Linked DNA regions of Anas platyrhynchos: region 2 is linked to region 1. Evidence: chromatin contacts called from public Hi-C data. All regions are on one chromosome and are shown on one strand. The core of a region is the stretch at or near the end of the contact, and the rest is flanking DNA. Distances in the headings are between cores, read along the strand shown. Region 1 has its middle 73 kb from the start of COL5A1. Region 2 has its middle 22 kb from the start of WDR5.

Region 1 (7,251 bases), core at 4,004-6,503:
ACCCAAACGCGCCGTGCCCAGGGAGGTTCCCTTTCCTCCTGACACCAAGCTAATGTGCTGGGTTTTCCTTTCAGGTTGATTTTTTTTTTTTTTTTTTTTTTTTCCCATGGGAAAAAAGAAAAGCGTTGATTATTCAGCACCATCAGGAGGGGAAATATCCCCTCCCTGTCCCCCCCTTTCTGGCACGACAGGAGCCAGAACCAGAGCTCCGTGGGAGAGGGGTTAAAATGTGCAGCAACGGGTACAACCCCGTCTGAGCAGAGAGCATCCGTGTAGGTCAGGGCTGGCGTAGGTGAAACAGAAAACTGCGAATTTGTGTCGGGGGGGAGGTATCTGGATGGCTGTGCCACGGGGGGTGGATGGCAAACCAGAACTTTGGGGCTCTCCAGCAGAAACCTGTTACTCATCGGCTGCAACCGGTGCAGGCTGGCTGTGAATTTTGATAAGAAGCAAGTGACAAATCCCGAAACCTGTGATTAAAAAATAGACGAGAGGCAGATCGGCTGATCAGGAGGCTGGTTGCACATTGTGCTTTGTTTGGCACATAGGCTGCTTAGGCTGGGAAAAATGGGGGCTTTATGTTTCTGAAAAGGAGACGGGGCAAAAATCTGGGTCCCCGACCTGGAGAAGTGTTCGTGAGGAGAAATGGGAGCTGGGGAGGTGGGGAGGAAGCGGGCACGGGATGCTCGGGGACCTCGGTGCTCGGCGGAGATGGGTGAAGGCAGCACTGGGGGGAGCAAGAGAGTCACTGTGAGATCACAGAGCCGGGTAAAAGCTCGGCTCTGGCCGGTAAATAAACGCCAGTACCCAGAGCCCTGCTGCCATTTACCCTTTCTATCCCATGGCAAGGGTACCCGGCTGTGCCATACCCCGGTTTTCTGCTCTGTGCTCAGAATCAGCAGCACCCCACGTACCCCAAGCACCTTGGGCTGTTTTCTGCTCTCATGAGGGGTTCAAAGGGCTCCTCTCTTTTGCTCTGCTTTCCCTCGAGCTCCTTCATCCCTGCTTTCTGTCCAGCCCCTCCACCAAGCCCCCGAATTTCAGCTCTCTGCCCAAGTGGCCCTACCTGTCCCCAGCATCCCCGTGCCCTGCGAGGGATGGAGAGCTGCTCCCCTGTGCCCACCGAGCTCCCTGCGGTGGCTGGGGACCTGTTTTTACAGGCCAGATCCCCCAAACCAGGGCTTCTTACAGAGATGCTCAGGCAGAGGCTGCAGAATGAGTCGTCAGCTTTTGGTTTAGCGCCGTAAGGACCCGGATTTTGACTTTTAAAACACTTCTCTAAAACTCTATAAATAAATCACATTCTGTGCACTTGAGTCAACATTAGCCTAAAAACCACCCTCCTTACAGCTCATGTCAGGCAAATAAGACAGGCTTGATAACTGGAGAGAGTGATTTATAAAGGCACCATATGGGAGCTTGTCTAAGAATTATAATTGATTAGTGAGCAGCAGAAATATTGCCTCGGCACGGAGCACGACTACCTGGCCCTACAGCGACGCAGGTGTTAAATCCATCCCAAACCCCGCGAAATCCCACCCCATCCACAGCCCCCCGCAGCCGCCAGCTCCTCGAGGGGCTTCTCACCCCTGGGACTTGGGAGCGGAGGTGCTGGTGACTCGAGGCCAGGATTCATCCGAGGATAGCAGAGGTGGGTGTGCCGCTGCAGCAGTCCATCTGCCAAGCCTCTTTTATTTTCCTAGTGCTCCAGGAAGAACTTCTGGCCTGGGATCTGTCTAGACACCGCGGGCAGGTAGCAGGCGGTGGTTGTTCTCATGGCAATACCGCCGGGTGCTGACAGACAGTCCCAGACAGGCAGGGAGGGGAGGAAAGCACGGTGGCTTCTGCCTGAATTTGGGATCTGGGGCTCAGGGAAAGCAACCGAGACCCCACAGCACACCGAGCACTTTATCCGTGCCGGATCCATCCCCCTCCGTGTTGCAGCTTCCACAGCTTGCCCGAGGCTGGTCTGGTGCTCAGCATAAAGCCGAGTGTCTCTTGGCATATTCTGTGCCCAAAAAGTGCTCCATCACAGACCTGAGTGGCAGAAAGAGCCAAATGCAAGGCTCCGTTTAGAGCGCACGACAAAAATTCACATTTCCAGCGGCAGGCAGCACCCAGCGCACACGAGACAAGAGTTGTTGAGTTAATTAGAAATGTATATTTGATACCCAGCCCGAGCAGGGCCCCGCACGCTGCTAAGGTTTAATAATTGATTTGTAATTTATTTGCCCATTAATTCTTCCTCTTTCAGAGCGAAGCCAAGAGCTCGCGCGCACTCGTCCATCATCCTGGCCAGCGGCGCTGCAGCCCCTGCTCCCACGGAGCTGTCGGGGGTGACAGACTGGAGCCTCGTGCAGGCTGTAATTAGTTACTTACTTCAGGAGCTTTTTATAGGAGCCTGTGTGCCTCTTGAGAAAGATTAACAAAGGGTTTATTTCCTGCGGGCTCGGGCCGCGTGTCAGCAAAGCCCAGGCTGCAGGAATTATTGATTCCCTTTCCATAAGGTTTGCATTTTCAAGGTAAGTGATTTGGCTGTTACAGGTATCACGTCCCCGGGCCCCATTCATCACGGCGGCAGAAACGGAGCTGACTGAAGCACTGGGAGCAGGCTCGGGTTTAAACAGAGGCTGCAACACTTTCTCTCGCCGTGACCACGTATTGCCACAGGAAAAAAGAAAAGAAAAAAGAAAAAAAAAAAAAAAAAGAAAAAAAAAAGGTTTCCTGTTCCCAGCTAATCAGAGATAAAACCTAATTATGATCCCCAGGTGACTCCAAGATCCCTGGTCCCCTGCTCTCACAGAACCAGGGGGGTTACAGGGTTATTCCTCTATTCTCATTCCTTTTATTTGCTGTATGGTTGCTGAACCACCAGAGTCACGGTTTTCCAGCCTTTTCCTATGGAGCAGAGTGGAAGCCCCCGTTGCCTCTCCGAGTTTCCCGGATGTGCTGGAAAACAGCTCCAGCCCCCGTGGCCCTGCGGCCACCCAGACATCCGGGAGCAGCAGGACAAACGAGCAAAATAGCAGCAGGATGGAAAAGAACCTGAACAACAGCCATTGGCGAGCAGCAGAAGTGTCTTTGAATAGTCATGATGGACATTTCGCAGAGATAGAGATCGTGTTTTTAATAAAGAAACATGCAGATCAGCCGCTCGCTCTCGCACGCAGACGTCTGTCCCTGCCCGCCGCCGGTCTCCGCTCCCATCTCGGCAGCCCTCAGCCTCCTTCCACTGGCCTGAAAACCTCCGGCTGTCTAAAAAAGCTCTCTAAAGATAGAAGGCAAGAGGAAGGGAAAAAGGAGGCGATGTGGGAATGTGCACACAGTCTCCAAAGGGGGAGAAATGGGGTAGGGATTGCCAAGCGACGGCACCTCCCCATGTGGGCACGCAAGTGGCGTGGAGAAGCCCCCGGGAGGGTCGGGAGGCCCGGAGACAATTTTTGGCAGGAGCAATGCCATGGAACAAGCCAATCTTCGTGTGTGAAATCTCACAGAGAGCCGCTGCTATAAATAAGGGTGATGGATTGATTGCCATAAATCATAACCCCGCTGACATCGCGCAGCTCTCGCAAGCAGCGGGGATGTTCGTGCGGCTGGTTGCTCTCCCTTGGCAGAGGCAGGAGGGCGATTAGTCACCGGTTGTGCTTCCTGAAACCACCTCCTCCCTCCCCACAAGACAATGTCTTGGAGAGAAGGAAGGATTTGATGATTCTTGTGAAAAAGGCTATGACAGGTCTTAATCATTGGGTTCCCCAGCTTGGTAGGATCAAGCCCTCGTACTCCGGGGGGAAGTGTTGCCATCGGCAGAGTTACTGCTTATTTTGAGCAGGAGAAAATGAGAATCAACATCATCTTCCTTTGAGGTTAAAACCTCATTTCTACGGAGCTTGCTGGGATGGCAGGGTGACTGTAAGGCCGCCCTGTGCTCTGGATGGGGTCGAAGAGGATGTGTCCGCTCCCCTGGGCCAGCGGCGAGGTTTGGGCAGCTGGGGCAGTGCGAGGAGCTGTGTGCTGTGCCAGGGGCAGTGCCTGGGGGCTGTCCCTCCTAAGCAGCCACAGAAAAACCCCTCGGGGCTCTCCCTAGAGGCACAGTGTGGTTTAGTGGCCACAACCCAGGGCTGCACAAAAGCACCCGTTGACTTCGCTTGCTCTCGTTTGATCTGCCTGTAACTGCTGCGACTTCAGCAGCATCCTTCCCCATTTACATCCCCTGAAAGAAATGAGAATCCAGCCCAGGACCAGGTCCCCCAACACAGCACCAGTGGCCAAAACCCGACAGCCCCACCAAGACCCCCCCAGCCAGCCAGGGGACCGCTCCCCTCCTACAAACCCCTTAAAGCCTTTTCTGCAGCCGTATTTTTTTTTTATTTATTTTTTTTGTAAAGTTCAAAACGTTCTGGGCATAAATCCTTCTCTTCCCTTCCATGCTGCTGGAAGTTAGCTACTGGCTGTATATTTTTAGATTTTAAAAATGTCACCCTCAACTGCTCTGAGCGCACGTAAGTACTGTAAGAAACAAACCATATAGACTTCCTGTCAATAACGCCAGCCTCAGATGGACTCCCTGCAGCCCTGGCAAAGTAAATTATAGCCTTTCCCCCCCAAATGATGGCTGGCTGCTTATTATTGGCTTTCATCTTTATTGCCTCTTAAGGTAAAATGGTCGGAGTGACAACAGCAAATAGCTAGCCACAAATTGTCTCTCCTGCCAGCCTTCCTCCTGCTTGTCAGCAGGCTGAGATGCTTGGAGAGAGCATCACCCTGCAAGGATGCTGAAATGGGTTGCAGGTACCAAGTGGAAGCAACCCAGGGGACTGAGGCACTCAGAAACCTCCCCAAATCCCACCCAAATCCCCTGGACACTCTCTTTGCTCCCCTTGCCTCTCCCAGTCCCTGCAGGGACCAAGCACCCAATTTTTTCCTTTGTGTGAGAGCATCCTGTATTAGACACTAGTGAATCCACAGCTGGCTGGATGGTGCAAATGGGTCTAAATTATTTTATATTTTTTTTTCATGAGGCTCGTTCCTTGCTCAAGGCAGCAGTCCCCATAATGGGAACAGGAAGATTTACCAGCACACGAGGACCAGGGCTTCCCAGGCAGGGGTTAATCAGAGGGGTCTCTGGGGACCCACCTCCACCCTCCCGATAGCAGGAAATCGTCCGCAGCACGTTCCTTGCCATGAGGAGGGAAACATTTTTTTGGAGCAGGAACAGACAGGCCAGAGCAAGCTTTTCTCCTCCAACTGGAGCCTGACGGGAGGATCCGGTTTCAAAGGATTAGGTAATGTCTTCGCATCGCCCAGGAACCCACGTCCTGGTGTGTCTGCCCGGGCGGCGAGCCGGGAAGGGAGGCAGCTGCTGGTGGCTGGGGACACACTGCAGCAGCCCCCCCAGCTTGGTCCTGCTCGGGGAGCTGCTTTCCTCTGCCCACGGTGTGCGGTGTAACCCCAGGGGTGTTGGAGACCCCCCTGCAGCTCCACAAAGCCCTCGGCCCCTCCTGGTGGCGCAGCATCCTCGGGGACCCTCCGCCTGCTCCTTCCTCACCCCAACCAGGGCAAGCAGAGAGCGGTGAGGAAGGGGCAGGGAGCCCCAGAAATGGGCGCTGGTGTGCCAAATTCACAAGGGCAGAGCAGGAGGCTGAGAAGAGGGGCTGGGAGCAGCCTCTCCACTCCTTCCCTGCTGGCCAGCCTTGAGCGAGGCCGCTCGTCCTCCCTCCTCCGTCTCCATCCTGCCTCCCCGGCTCAGCTCTAAGCTCCTGCCAGGTAGCCCCTGCCAGGGAGAAGCATGCGGCTGCCCTTCTTGCAGGGCAGGATGCTTTCATGCCATAAATTAAAAGATCCAGACAAAACGAACACCAAGGGCTGTGTCCTCAGGACTCACAATGACTCCAACACAAGCTTTTTGTAAGAAAATAAATTAAATGACTCGGCTGTTTTACTCATCGGGCTGCTCTACCTTTCGCGGTATCCTAACAAACACTTGTGTCTTCATTTAATTTTCTTCAGCCTCGTACCCGCCACAAAAGCAGAAAGGCCGTCTGATAACTTTAATGAATTTCCATTTGACCCTCCCCCTGGGTTTTGGGTTGAGTGTTGAGTGAATGAGCTTTAAAAGCATCTTTTCATTTAGTCTTCCACAGCAGAAAATCGCCGAGCCAAGAATCATACCTCACTTTGTCAGTAGAAAAACAAGATGTGGGCTTAGCGGAATGGAGTTGCGTTGGAGCACGGTATGGAAAATCTTGCCTATAAAGCCAAACAAGGTTTCACTGCCAGTGTTGTAAGGCAGAGGGATGCGAAATTTTTGTGGCTAGGATTTCTCGCCTGTGCCTTGGGATCTCGAGCTCTTTGGAAAGGAAAGATACTCATTTTAGGCAACGCTTCCCTCCGAGCCTCTTATTAACCCTTTGTCATACTGCAAGGAAAAAAAAAAAAAAGAAAGAAAAAAAGGAAAAAAGGTTTTTGTATTCTGATGGAAAAATGAGGTCTAAACCTTCAAAATGCAGAGTTTTGTGCCGTGGGTTGTTGGTCTGCACACCTTGCTGCAGCAGGGGCTGTTACGGGCAGGGTGAGGTGGTTGCAGGGGGTCCTGCGGGGAGCTGCTGGGCTCTGGGATCAGGGGGAGAGCCTCGGGGGGAGAGCAAACCCAAGGCTGCCCAGGGGGCTGCGGGGGTTGGGGAGCTGCTGTCGGGAGGGGGCAGCAGCACTTTGCTCTTGGGCTGCTTGATTTGGCATGGCACAGCTGGGTTTGGCATGGCATGGCATGGCACAGCTCAGGATGGCTTGGCACGGTTCAGCACACCCCAAAGTCCCACCAGGGAAATGCCCAGAGCCCAGTTTCCACATGCCAGGCCCGCAGTGGGGAGCACTGGGCTGGGGAGCGCAGGGAAATTTGGGGGGGGGGGGGACCCGTGGAAATGTCACTGCTGCAGAAGGCCAAGGTGCCCTTTGTGGCAACAGCGCGAGGGGAAAGCTGCCCCCTGGGACCCTGACCCCGGCCCCGGGGCCGGCTGGGGTGAAAAGGCTGCTTGAGAGAGGTCAGGAGCAGAAAACTAACCTGCTTTTCTTTGGCAATTATGAAGTGACAAATTACCAGTGAAAGAGCTCATCTGTCTGTATTTATTTGTAGAGCCCCTCCTCGCTGCAAAGCCGAGGCATGGCGAGGACGGGGATCACAGCCCTTCTCTTAAGGATTTCAAAACAGTCTGCTGACACCTCACTCCATCTCTGTCAGCACTGGGGATGTGCAGA
Region 2 (7,501 bases), core at 3,594-6,093, 170 kb after region 1:
CTTTGCTTTCTGCTGCTCCTTGCCCTGTCGCCTGGTCAGTACCCAGGTATCAGCACTGCTCCTTCCCACAGGGCATTCCCTCGTGCCCTGGTACCAAAATACTCCCAGCTCCCAGGGCTTACCCTGACCACTGCCCGCCTGCTGAGTGCCACCAGACTTCCTGCATTTTGTCCCGTGCTGTGCCAGATGCTAAAAGCTGCCAAAACCGCGTGGGTTTCTGCAGCACGTCCCCAGCCGTGCCGGGCATTGGTGCAAGCCTGCACCGGCTGCACCTCCATGAAGAGCCCATTGCAGGGACCCCCAGCAGCCTCCACCAGCCCTTGTGTACCCCAACCTGCCCTCGTGCACCCCAACCTGCCCCGTGCTCCAAATCTGCCCCATTCACCCCAATCTGCTCTGTGCACCCCAGCGCTGCACGGCCGCCCCTTCCCCTCCGCCTCACCGGCAGGGCTGTGCCCTCCGCTCCAGCCCCCAGGCTGAGCACTTAATTGATCGGATTATCCCTTATTTACTAATTAGCAGCCTTGTACTCAGACGGCAGGAGCGGGGGCCAGCAGCGCTTTCCCTTTGTACCTAAGCAGTTGGTGTTTGCCGGCTGCGGAGGCTCGGTGAGCAATTTGCTGTGATTCATTTCTGCCGTGGAAAGCTGATACTTGGCACGGCGCTCGCCTGGGAACAAAGCAACGCAGATGCATTGCCCGTAGCCACCGGGAAGAGGCAACGCCAGCCTCTGCCCACCTTTTGCCTTGCCTTATTTTATTCCTTCTTCTGCACCGCGGTTTGGTTTGCTGGGTTTAATGAGTTCGGTAATTGCCGGCGGGGGTAAGGTCTGCTGCTCCATGGAGGTCGCACGGATATGGGTCTAATAGAGAGGGTATTATTGAAGAGGAGGGACATGAGTCCAACACCCTGAAAACCAGGCTTTTGTCCCAAAGGCACCTCTGCCCTTCACTGAGGGGCAGAAAAGAGCAGATTAGGACAGAAATCTCCATCCTCTGCAGCAGAACCCATGAGGTCAGCAGGACTGGCCCCAGGGTGTAAGATGCTAAAACAACAGAGCCAAAGGAAAAGCATTGAGGGTGTGTTGGCAGGCTGGATAATCAGATAACTGGGCAGGAAGGACACTCGAATCCACTGTGATCCATTAGAAGGCCCCGCAAGGAAATGGGGATCTCGCTTCCAAGCCAGAGAGCACACCTTCCGAATTAATAGCAGCCCAAAACCTTGTGTGCATCCCTTCGAGGCATCCCAGGGGCATGGACAAATGCTGCCAGAAGCCAGCTACAAGGAAACCAAAGCCTGCCATAGGAGAATATCCCCAAACACGCGGCCGTGGGTGCTGTGTGCTGCTGGTTACGGAGGGCAGGGGCAGGGTGCTGGGGCTGCGGGGTGCCCGGCCACCAACACTCGCTCTGTCTTTGTGTGCTGCCAATGGATCGATTGTGTGCAGGGAGCTCTGCTTCGCCTATGTAGGTCAGGCAGACAGAGCTGGCCCCACGGCTGCCACGACGTTGTTAAAATGAACAAGGGTCCCCCTTTCTCCCCCCGTCCGACCCCCCTGATGCCCTGCCCTTGGCAGAGGGCAGCCTTGGCTCCCTTCCTAGAGGATCCAAGGCGGTTTTTGAGGCTTTGGGCTCGTTTGAGCCCAGCCAGCACATTTGCAGCTCCTGGGCCAGCGCAGACATTTTGCCCCGCGCATCGCCCTGAGCAATGCTCCCCCTGTTTGTCTTTGCACGAGGAGAGCTCCGTGCTGGGAGGGGAATGGGCAGCGTGACCCAATTCACGGCTCTCCGCCGGTACGGCTGGCATCGCTCCCTCTCAGCTTCGTGATCTGGAAAGGGCTGAACCAGCTCCCGGAGAAGGGGGATTTCTCAGCACTTCAGCATCCCCCAGCAGCCCTGGGGGAGGGAGATTTCCCACACTGGGCTGTTCCCCTGCTCATCTCTGCATGGGAGGGGAGCAGATAAGAGAGCGACTTCCTAACCCTCGACCTTGGGAGCCTCTGGGTTTGGCCACGCATCTCTGCTTCCCTCCAGAAGTTTTCATGACTCAAGGAGGAAACCGAAATCCTCGGGAAACTTGGACTCCCCCAGGGCTTGCAAGCAGAGCAAAAGGGGGAAAGGGAGAAAGCAGAGAAGAAACTTTCTCAAATAAAAGAGACTCGGTAGTTTAGAGCAAACTTTGCACTAGCCAAAGACTTGACCTTGTGTTCTCTCCTAGGAACAAACAAGAGAAGAGTGTGGATCGCATTATTTTGCCTGAAATTTGGAGTGGATCAACCCCCTGCTGTTCCTAGCTCCTGAAGTGAGTGGCTATAAACAACACGCATTTCCCGAGGATGAATTAAACAGCGAGCCTGAGTACTGACTGTATTTTAAGAGATGTTTATTTGTCCTCGCTGCTGCTCTACAAAGAGTTGCACAAGGGCTTATTAAATTTTAACCCCACATTGTTCCTGGGTAAACACTGCCCTTCACCCAGCGTGCCGAGTGCTCGCAGCCCCAACAAGCAGCCGCTCACCAGAGCCCCCAGCGTGCAGGATCCCAGCACCACGGTCCTGAGCCACCGGCACCACGCACGGCCCCGTGCTGCCCCTGCTGGGGCTCGGAGGGCTGCTGGAGGCTTTTCTTTGGGTGCTGGGGAAGGCTGCTGCCCGGCTGTGGTTTCTGTCACTGGGGCAGCCAGCTCGTTTCGTCTTTCCTACAGACATCCAGAGGTTTTTCTGCACCTTTCTGCCAAAAAAATCGCTTTGTGAGAAGGTGGGGAAGACCTCGGTTTGCAGAAGGGTAGCCAAGCCAGCAATGTACATCTGGGCTCCTCTCCTCCTCTTTTCAGAGCATGGAAAGGGAAAGGGTGAGAAACTGGGACCGCTGGCCAAGGAGCTTGTTGCAGCTCCCCAGGATGCCAAGCCCTGGGGGCTGCCTTGTCCCGAGGTCCTCCTGCCCCAGCTCCCACCCCCAGCACCCTGAGGAGCCGGCACGCTGGACACGTGTGCCGTGGTCCGTCCCTCACGTCCCCTTCCTGCAGGCAGCATGGAGAGCTTCCAGCCCCCAAATTGGCTCTGCGGCATGCCCAGCATCGTTGGCGAACACAGCAAAAGGCTGAGGGGATTAGTGCTGAATGCTCGGGCTCCCCCCTCTCTGCAGCAGCTCTCGCCCTGCCTGCCCCGGTACCGTGGAGCTGGGCAAGCACCACGGAGCTGCCCGGTGCACCAGTGGTGAAACCCATCAGCAACAAAACAAGAGGCACAGCCCAGAGTTCTGCATTGCTGGGGGAAAAATATGGTTTTGCTGTTCACAAGGGCAAAGCGATGAGCATGAAAACAAACCCCAGCATGAAATCCAGGCCAGCTCTTCCTGCACTGCTGAGGACCCCAAGAAGCCATCACCTCCCCGTTTTTGGGGTGCTTTTGGGGGTGTTTCCCCTGCCAGGGGCTGTGGGATGGGGACACGCAGCCACAAGAAGCGAGATGCTGAGCAGGGTTCTCCAAAAAGAAGGCTCCGTGCCTTGCAGAAACATTTTTGAACTCATGTTTGTTCCCTCTCCTGGGTCTGGGCAGAATGTCAAAGCCTGCTCTGAGCTGGAAATATTTTAAGACTAGCACTCACTGGAGACTGAAACAATGGCAATTCTTTAGCTACTGAGGCTTTTATAAAAGGGCTTTTGACACAGAGGCTGCTTAGGGGTTTTTTTCGGTGTCGGTTTTTCTCCCGGAAAGCACGGTGCTCGTGCCCGTGCGTCTGTTTGTGCGCACACTTCTGCGTGTGCAAAGCCCCCTCTTGGCTCCCAGCTGTGCTTTTGGTGCGCAAGCCCTCGGGGATGCCCGCGGCGCTGCTCGGGCGCAGCCAGCTCCGGCGAGGAGGGAGGAGATGCCGATCGCACGGGATGCCATGCAGCGATGCAGGAAGAAGACATTTTCGAGTAAATGTCAGCTTTTGCGTTTCTGGGTTTGGGGCTTTTTTTAAACACGTGGGTGGGACTTTTAATGCCCACATGAAGCCGAGATGGTTTCAGTCTCCGGGGCTTATCCAGAAGATTCACACAAACACTATGGAAAGTGTCTCTTTGCTTAGGAGGATGAAATTTGACACTGCGGAGATTTTAGCCCGGTATTCCAGCCAGGAGCCTCGGTGGTTAGTGTGTCATATCTGATAAAGGCTAATCAGCCCTCCTTCAGGCACCATTCAATTCTTATTTTCATCTGCCTCCCGTGCGCGTTGCGTTCTCGGTGATTCGTACTCGCACGCAGGCAAACCAGTGCAAATTCTGCCCAACTCTGCTCTCCCCTGGACACGAGGCCAACGGGCAGGGCACAGGGTAGAGAAATGCACTGTGGGACCCAGCACCTTTGCCCACAGCCCCACTCCTGGCCCTGCCTGCAGCACTTTTGGCACCAGATTTTTGCAGGGGTACGGGCACAGGATCGCATGAGAGGCATTTTTCCAGCCAGCCCTGCCGTCAGCTGCCTGCCCCGAGCCCGGCTCCATGCCTGCCCTTCCTGCGAGGTGTCCAAAGCCTCCTCAACAATTACCCGAGTTGCTGTTTGTTCAGGCGATGTGGATTTAGCTCTCCAGCCTCACGTGTAGTGTGTGTATAGGGAAAGATAGATTGCCGCTACTTTCCAGTATAAATCACATTCCTTACAACACTCCAAAGTAGCATTTTCAACCTCAGGGTGCTAATAGGATCCAGCAGGAGAAAGAAATGTCAGCTAAGTAGCAGGCGCTGTTTGGAGAGTGCAATGGAGCTGATCCACAGCCCTGGGGCAAAAGGAGCAATCCCAGGGCAAAGGTTAAAGAGTTCAGGAGCACTTCAGCCTACTTAATTGCAACAGGCCTCTTACACAGTGCAAGATGGATGACTCAAGCCGGGCAAGGGGGGCAGAGCGGGGCCAGCAGCATCACCATCTGGAGGCAGGCAGGCGGCAGGGGACCACGGCGGAGGGGACGGAGGTGGCTCCTTGCCTCGAGCCACTGCTAGCCAGCAAGGTGGCCTGCGCCACACCGGGACCCCCGGCCACCAACTCTGTCCCCTCCACCAGCAGCTCATCCCCAGTCCCAGCCAAGAAATGGGAATTTCTATCGGAGCTGGCTGAAGGCACCAAGGTTTGGTTGCAGGAGCTCAGCACGGATCCGGGCTGATAAATACCCAGGAGCGAGAATACCTCCAGCTGCCAAGGAAAGGTTCCTTGCTCCCCCCAAATCCGTAAGGAATATTGTAAGGGGAAAGGAGAGGAATTGGTTATCGCTGCCGTTCTTGTCATTGTGGCAGGATTTGTTTTCCAATTCCCTCTTTTTTTTGTTAATCTTCAGAATCTGAAAATGTCTTGTATCAGCCCCAAGGTGATTCTGCTGGGAAGATGCCTCAGATAATATTTTTAGTAGAGTTTAGACTTGTTTTCTGACACTCATCGGAAAAAAAATGTCATCAAAAGCTGATGTTCTGCATGGAAAATGCCTTTTGAAATATTTTTTTTTTCTCTATCGGAAGGAAAAAAAAAAAAGTTTAGAATAAAAACATTTCTTCCAGGCCTCACGGGCGAGCTTTCTGCCGTTTCCCTGGTGATAAAAGCACGAGGCTGGATCCCGAGGCACCAGCACTTAATTCCCAGCACCATGACCTTGACGGAGCCCCTTCGGTCCAGCTCCACGGGGGGGGGGGGGGCAGATTTTTGCCCCAGCTTTTGGGGCTTTTTTGCTCAAGACGATGTCTGACGGGCTCGTGCCTCCTTGGGACACCCCGCTCCCCCCCATCACCACCCCCGTGTCCCCCAGAGGGGCTATCCTAGGGCTCCATCCCCTCATCCCCCATTGCTTTGGGGCTGCTTTAGATCCCTGCAGCCTTTTCTTGGGGTCGAGGAGGGGGTGAACTCTGCCGGGTAGCCCCGGGGACAGCCTGGTTTTATGGGGGGGCTGCCCCAGCTCCTCGACCCCCCCCCCCCCCAAAAAAAAAAAACCCCGGCTGGCGGCCCCCGGGTGCCCCCTGGTGGGGTGTGATGGAGCCGCAGAGCCGAGGCCTGCTTCGGCCTGGGGAGGCCCTCAGAGCCCCCCCTGCCTTGGGCACGACCCCTGCCCCCAGCCCAGGCTGCCCAAAGCCCCCCCAGCCCGGTCCTTGGCACTGCCAGGGTTGGGGGCAGCAGGGATGGAGCCATGGTGGCTCCTCGGGGCAGCCTGGGCCTCACCTCCCTCGTAGTGAATTTCTACCTCATATCTGACCTAAATCTCACTTCTTTTAGCTTAAAGCCGTTCCCCCTTGTCCTATCACTGACACAGAGACCCTCCCCAGCTGTCCTGCAGCCCCTTTTAGGGACAGACAGGCCGCTATAAGCCCCCTCTGGAGCCTCCTCCACACCCCCAGCCTCCCTCCACAGCAGAGGGGCTCCAGCCCCTCAGCACCCCCCCGGCCTCCTCGGGACCCCCTCCAACAGCTCCATGTCCTTGTGCTGGGGCTGCAAGGGGGGTCCCAACCCCAACACCCCCTGCCCACCTCCCTCCCAAGAAGCAGCCCCATCTCCAGGGCAAACATTCTCTCCAGGGCAAAACATTCATCGGCTTTTATTGAGGAGAGGGGCGAGGAGGGCGCTGCGCAGGAGCAGGGATGGGCGCACATCCCCCCTCTGAAGCTCAGAGACCCCCATCCCAAACCCCTTGGGGGGGGGTTCAGGAGAGGAGCAGGGCTGCCAGGAGGCAGGGAAGCAGCAGGCGGCCGCCGGCGAGCCGGGGGGAGCCGTTGCAGAGATCGGTATCGCAGCAGTGGATGCGGACCCCCGGCAGCTCCTGCTGCTGGCAGTGACGGGAGGTGGCACAGCCGCTGGTCAGCAGGCTGCCCAGGACCACTGCAAAGCAAGCAGAGCGCGGGGCATCAGGGACAGAGGCTGCGAGGCTTCGGGGTTTGCTGTGGGCAGGCAGGCGGGCAGAACTCACCGCTCTCTGTCTTAATGCAGAACCGGTGTTTGAAGCCCTGGTGGGAGTGGGAGCAGGTGATCACCTCGGGGTTCGAGCACCCCATGTCCACGTACTTGGTGCCAACGATGATGTTGCAGCCGTAACACTGGAGCCCGGATGCTAAAGGAGAGCATATGAAAACACAGCTGGTTGTTATTATTTTTTTTTTTCAGGGGAAAACGCTTCAACTCCTTCCTAGCTGTTCTCCACGGAAGGATTTGCAGCACTCGCTGCCTCGCCAGGTTGTGTTCAGCACTGAGTCAGAAACCAAATCTGCCCGCCGCTTGTTCACCCACTGGGCCCCAAAACGCAGAGCCAGCTCCCGCTAGAGGTCAGTGCGAAATCAAAGATTAGCCGGAGATTTGAGCTGGGATCAAATCACAGGAACAAGGCAGCTTTGAAACAAGGTTTGTAAAGAGTAAGTGAAACCTCCAAACCACAGACACCACCGAGCCTGGGCTCAGCCGCTCTCGGAAACAGCTTTTGCCTGTTTCTCCAAAATCCTCCAGTTTCAACCGTGCCTGTGCCAGAGTCGCTCACACTGGAGGGATCATTTA

The links. Hi-C and Micro-C count contacts between places; a contact is called where the count stands out from the background.
Region 2: a Hi-C map of subcutaneous adipose tissue shows a contact between it and region 1, with 5 times the contacts expected there. The contact joins two enhancer-like sites. A contact is called at or near these places in 6 of 8 Hi-C or Micro-C datasets (F1 follicle, liver, skeletal muscle and 2 more).

What each region holds. Positions count from the first base shown.
Region 1 is chr18:8,648,523-8,655,773 of IASCAAS_PekinDuck_T2T, forward strand. No RefSeq gene overlaps it. Among named protein-coding and RNA genes, the nearest start is that of COL5A1, 73 kb to the left of the region's middle. Within about 2 kb of position 5,254, at least 1 of the 8 cell types and tissues checked has an H3K27ac peak or open chromatin away from gene starts, as enhancers often do. A contact at or near this core is called in subcutaneous adipose tissue, where this site is marked.
Region 2 is chr18:8,823,593-8,831,093 of IASCAAS_PekinDuck_T2T, forward strand. No RefSeq gene overlaps it. Among named protein-coding and RNA genes, the nearest start is that of WDR5, 22 kb to the right of the region's middle. Within about 2 kb of position 4,844, at least 3 of the 8 cell types and tissues checked have an H3K27ac peak or open chromatin away from gene starts, as enhancers often do. A contact at or near this core is called in subcutaneous adipose tissue, where this site is marked.